Linked DNA regions of Mus musculus: region 2 is linked to region 1. A link is a contact called in public ChIA-PET data. All regions are on one chromosome and are shown on one strand. The core of a region is the stretch at or near the end of the contact, and the rest is flanking DNA. Distances in the headings are between cores, read along the strand shown.

The links. ChIA-PET counts read pairs in DNA pulled down with a chosen protein or histone mark.
Region 2: a contact with region 1 is called in an RNA polymerase II ChIA-PET map of memory CD8 T cells, with 43 read pairs. The contact joins the enhancer-like site here to the promoter of Ehd3 in region 1. A contact is called at or near these places in 3 of 39 promoter capture datasets (the 3T3-L1 cell line, hippocampal neurons and trophoblast stem cells), 3 of 484 Hi-C or Micro-C datasets (CD4 T cells, CD8 T cells and thymic regulatory T cells), 3 of 115 datasets of contacts at active chromatin or transcription factors (CD8 T cells, T-cell acute lymphoblastic leukemia and memory CD8 T cells) and 3 of 9 other capture datasets (adipose tissue, liver and pancreatic islet).

Annotation. Positions count from the first base shown.
Region 1 is chr17:73,803,582-73,806,281 of GRCm38.p6, forward strand. Ehd3 (EH-domain containing 3) reads left to right here and starts at 1,260. Exons shown (of 6, transcript NM_020578.3): 1 at 1,260-1,888. The coding sequence starts at 1,662.
Region 2 is chr17:73,904,116-73,906,815 of GRCm38.p6, forward strand. It overlaps Xdh (xanthine dehydrogenase), which reads right to left. Exons shown (of 36, transcript NM_011723.3): 22 at 2,580-2,700; 23 at 2,089-2,176; 24 at 1,895-1,981. Among named protein-coding and RNA genes, the nearest start is that of Xdh, 45 kb to the right of the region's middle. Within about 2 kb of position 1,431, at least 22 of the 459 cell types and tissues checked have an H3K27ac peak or open chromatin away from gene starts, as enhancers often do. A contact at or near this core is called in CD8 T cells, memory CD8 T cells and thymic regulatory T cells, where this site is marked.

The DNA.
Region 1 (2,700 bases), core at 10-2,509:
TGCCACCTCACTGGTTAGAATCCTTCTAGAACTGTCATTGACTTTGTTCCTTGTTGCTGCCCCACCCTTTGCCACATCTGGCCAATGTCTCATCACTGTTCTTGGCATTGCTGGCAATGGCACGATCTTCCTCAGAGGGGCGCTACAATGTTGCTTCCTGAGATCTCAGCAACCCCTGTGCTTGGTGAGCATTTTGTTACATAGCAATTATTGGTAATGATATTCTTATGGGTTTCCCATTTCTTGTTTGGCTCCTATCTTGGTGTGCACATTCTTCCATGCCTGTTCCCATCATACATTTCACGATCTACCATTTTGGATGTAGCTCTGCCAAAATCTTTACACTGCTCTGGATTGTTTTTAAGAAGGCTTTTTATGTGACCTCAAATGCCTTCCAGTCTTCTCTCAGCTCATCCTTGAAGAGACATCTCACAGCCATGTTTCCTGTAATGCCTTCAAATTGACCACGAAAAAAGCAAAAGATGGTTCTGCTTGCTTGCTTGCTTTTTTTTTTATTCTTATTTTTATTTAATTTAATTTTTTTTTTTTTTTGAGACAGGGTTTCTCTGTGTAGCCCTGGCTATCCTGGAACTCGCTTTGTAGACCAGGCTGGCCTCAAACTCAGAAATTTGCCTGCCTCTTTTCGTGTCTGTTGTAATTCTACCCTGCTACATCTCCTAAAAGGCTCCTCAAAGACTCAGCTTTGTATGTAGTTGTGTCAAATTAGGTCGCTGCCCCTTAGCACTCCCTGCCTGTGTGTGTTTTGCTGGTTTTACCTACCGTATTGAGTGGGAGAGAGGGGGAGGAGAGAAAGAGGAAAGCCGTTTTTGTTTGTTGTTTGTTTTTCACTTCACCTCAGGCCTGGTGAAAAGATAAGTTACTGATTTTTTGGTTATTTTATGTCACTTGTCAGGGGCACCTTCTTTCCATGCCCCAAGGAAAATACAGTAGAATTTTCCCCAAATGGGTCCCAATATTAGTATCCCCAGGGAACTGACCTCAGTAACCAAAGGAACTGAGTCTCAAAACGGTAGAGTAGGTCAAGGCTGTCTTAGTCTCCGTCCTTGAGAGGGCGCTGCTCCCAAGTCAAATCCCCAGGGCTGGGAAAGAAATGCCTGCGCTTTCCCACAGGACTCTGGCAGCAGCTTTTTGCAGATAGAGTCCGCGCGGCCGCAGAGCGCCTGCCCATAGACATGGCGGCGCCCTCCTTGGCTTCGCGTCGCCCTGACCGTGGAGCTGGCCGGGTTTTGCCAGTTCTCGGGGACTTCCTGCACGTCTGGCATTTAAACGCGCGCCGGGGGCGGCGGGATGCTGCTGCGGATGCGGAGCTGTGTGAGCCGCTGCCTACCCGGCGCAGCCTGGGCTCCGCAGTAGCGGAGCTCGAGCATCCTTTAGTCATCTATCTGGGGAGACCTGGAACTCAGGCTTCGGCTTCCCGGCAGGTTTGTCTTTAATTTCCAAGGTTGCAGTTCTCTTGACACAATCCACAGCATCCTTCTCTCCAACCGGGCTGTGGATGAACCTGGGACTGGACTGAATCCAGCAGCTGGGGCAGCCCGGGCCATGGTGCGTCTGAGCCCCGAGCTCTGGTAAGGCAGTAGTGGCGGCGTTGTTCGAGCTAGGCGGGTGCCACTCCCGGGAGCTTCCTCCCAGCTGTCACAATGTTCAGTTGGCTGGGTAACGATGATCGCCGCAAGAAGGACCCTGAGGTCTTCCAGACGGTGAGCGATGGACTCAAAAAACTCTACAAGACCAAGCTGCTGCCTCTGGAAGAGTATTACCGCTTCCACGAGTTCCACTCGCCCGCCCTGGAAGATGCTGATTTCGACAACAAGCCCATGGTCCTGTTGGTGGGCCAGTACTCTACCGGCAAGACCACCTTCATCAGGTGAGCCTCATCTGGGTGCTGAGCCTTCCGGGTGACGTGGAAAGTCTTCCATTAAGGGCTCTGAAGAAATCCCTGTGGGAGGCCTCAAAAGTTGATCCTACTACCGAGTCCCCCATTGATTCCTATATGATGTCCCTCCTCAGTTCTTAGCCCTGGTCATTTTATTAAGAGTCATCCCTGTTGTCTGATCTGGGCACTGAAACTGAGGCACAGAAGGAACCAGACTCCTAATGAAGGTGGGGATACCGTAACCCTCCTTTTGACTAGAATCTCTTATCTCGTGAAGGGCTTGGGATTATCCCGGGGAGCCTTACCTTTGCAGCCGAGTTGTTCTCATGGTCGCGGGCCTGGGGATGGGGGTGAACTGGAGACCCTGGGGTCATTTATTCTTTTACCGTTTTTCCTTCTCTCTGACAGTGCTTTTAGGGCTGTCTCTTAGAGAAGCAGAATACTTTTAATAAGTTTCTTCTTTGAACTTAATAGTTCAATAATAATAATAATAATAATAATAATAATAATAATAATAATAATAATAAAGCAGCTTACAGAAGTAGAGGAGATACTAAGATGCCTCATCTGGCCCTTGACTTTGCAGGTGAGATAGCAGAGGTGATGGGAGGATACGTGATGGTTTAGAGCTGCACAAGATGGAAGCAGCCCTCGGTGCCTGTGAAAAATGTTAGCTACGTGCCTGTAACTTTAACAGGGAGTCTTCCATTCCGTTGAATGATAGATTTTGGGGGCTGCAAGCATTCAGAGAGAAAGTCAGAAAAATCCAATAGCTCTGAAGAACAGGCCTCTCTCAATCTTTA
Region 2 (2,700 bases), core at 181-2,680, 100 kb after region 1:
ATTATACTCCAACTGAATACCACATACACACTCATAGACACACACACTCACATATACATATACTCACAGACACACACATCCACATACATACACACACACAAACACATACTCATTCACACGAGTTGTGACCCCGTTCCTATAACCACATCTGCAAAATCTCATCAGAAACCTATGCTTCCATTTTCATGAGGCTCCATTGGGGTGCCCCAACACTCTTGTTCGGATGGTATCACAAAAAGTCAGGTATGGATCTAAGACTCACCACTCACCACCTGTAGCCATTTATAAAGCCCTACCCACACCCTAAATAAAGCCATTGTAAAGCACATAAGACCCTGGACTTTCATGCTCACTTAGCAAAAAGACCTCTTACTGACTTTCCTTCTGGATGGTGCCAAGGGTCTAATAAAGAACCAAGGCCTTCACCATATCCCTGCTGTTCAGTAGCTAGTCAGACTTTAGCAGGCTTGGAGCCACAGCTACTGTGTGTTCACAATTACAATACCCTATGCTTCCTTGACCTCTAACTCAGACTACATAACTTTCTCTCTTGCTCTTTCCATCCCCTTCCTTCCAGTAGTATTTGGGTACAGTTATTTGAATAAGAATGGCCCCTATAGGTTCATATATTTGAACATTTAATCATAAGGAAATGGCACTACTTGGGAGGGATTAAGAGGTGTGGCCTTATTGGAGTAGGTGTGGCCTTGTTGGGTGAAGTGTGTCACAGGGGGTGAGCTTTGAAGTTTCAAAAGATAATAATAAATCAGTACAAATAAAAGACAGAGATTAACAGAGTACATTTAAAAATATGATGTAACTATATTTCTTTGAAATTTTCATTTCAATAATAATAGTAATCATAATATAATATAGGTAGATTGAAAGCAAAAGTTTAGAAAATATAGCATGTAAATATTAAACAAAAGGTACAAAACAGACTTTTAGTAACATTATATAAAGGAGAATTGTGAACAAAACATTATAAGAGAGAGATTATATAATGATAAAACGTCAGTTTCCCCAAAGCATACTCGTTGGTTTGGTCTCAAACAACAGAGAGGAAATACAGATGAACTAACAATTTCAAGGGCTCAAAGAAGAACAGATGAAAGAACAGGAAATCTGCACTTACAGTCAGAGGTCGCTGTGCCCCTTTCTCAAGATACAGAGATACTAGACTGAAAATTAGGAAGGAGGTAGAAGAACTCAGCACAAGCCAAAAGCAGCTACTGGACACCATAAGTAGTGTCCAGTACTCTACTTATGGGAGACAGAAAGCAAAGTCCTCCCTAAAGCTATGTTAGCTCCTCGAACTGTGAAAAGATAAATGTCCATGGCGTATATTATTGAACACAACTGAATTTCATCAGAGGATGTCTCTGCACCAGGATGGGATGCCCTGCAACCTAACTCCCTGAGTATGCTTTACTTTGTAAAAAGTCACTTCCGTTTCCTGTCTACAAATGCCACCTGGCCACCTCTCTGAGCCTCTGTTTTGAGCTGACTGGTTTGTAAAGTGTTCTTTGCTCGTTTAAGCTCTCTGAACTTAATTTTTGCAAAGCTTTTATTTTATAAACAAATATTACATCTTTTTGTCTTTTTCATGAGCATGCACATGCACACACACATACATACACACCACACACACACACCTGAAGATGTATACGTAATAGGGCTAGCATGGCAAATATCTTGAACAGAAAGGACGAGTTACTAATCATAGATATAATATGGTCATTCTCTGCTTAGAGATTGTCCAAGGACGGGAAGCTGAAAGTGAGGAAGATTTAGTTACGTGGCTATACAGAAATAATTGGCAGGGATGCCCCCAGACTGTGCAGCACACCCTTGGCCTTCCAGTCACTCCTAGGGGCAGGCAGATACTACTTACACTCCGAGAGAGATCCTCACTGTTCCCGCCATTGCTGAAGTGAGCCACCTCCAGTGCCACTATAGTCCCAGTCTTCATGAAGCCCACCTGATGAAAGGAGAGTCATTCTCAATATCACCCATGTCTGTCTGTCTGTCTGTCCTGGTCCATCCCACCCATTTATCCTACCCGAGTAGACAGAACAGATCAATCACCTTGTATTTAGCCAGGAAGGGATGTCTGCCACCAGTTATGAGCATGTCCTCGTCTCGGTCCAGCATGCAACGTACAGGGCGGCCTGTCCTGGGGCAGCGGGGGATCAAGGAGGTTAGAAACCTGTAAGCCTCCTGCAGCCTAAGCCCCGTGTGTCTCAGGATGCTAAACAGTACGGAGGTTTGCTTTCCATCTACACACTGAGCTTTTCAGTGGTGGTGCTGTGCTGAAGAACACAGGAAATGCCAGGCTGTGAGTCCTCACCTTATTCCTAGGGAGCTTAAGCTAGTTGGGGGGTGGGGGTGGAGAGAGAAGCCATGAATACAATGTACAAAGAAGCTGGGGAGGGTATCCCTGCCCTTATGTTCAAGGGTTTGAAACAGAGAAAACTGAGAAATCAAAGTAGGGACAATTACTTTCAACAAGGGGAGACTCTAGAAGGCCATCCTGACCAGCTGGCATTGTAGCAGGAGAAGGGGGCCTAGAAACTCACTTGTATGCAGCCAAGGCCACTGCTGTGGATATCAGAGTGCTCCGGGTCTCCTTCCCTCCAAAGCCTCCACCCATTCTTTTCACTCGGACTACAATTCTGTTGTCTGGAACACCCAACATCT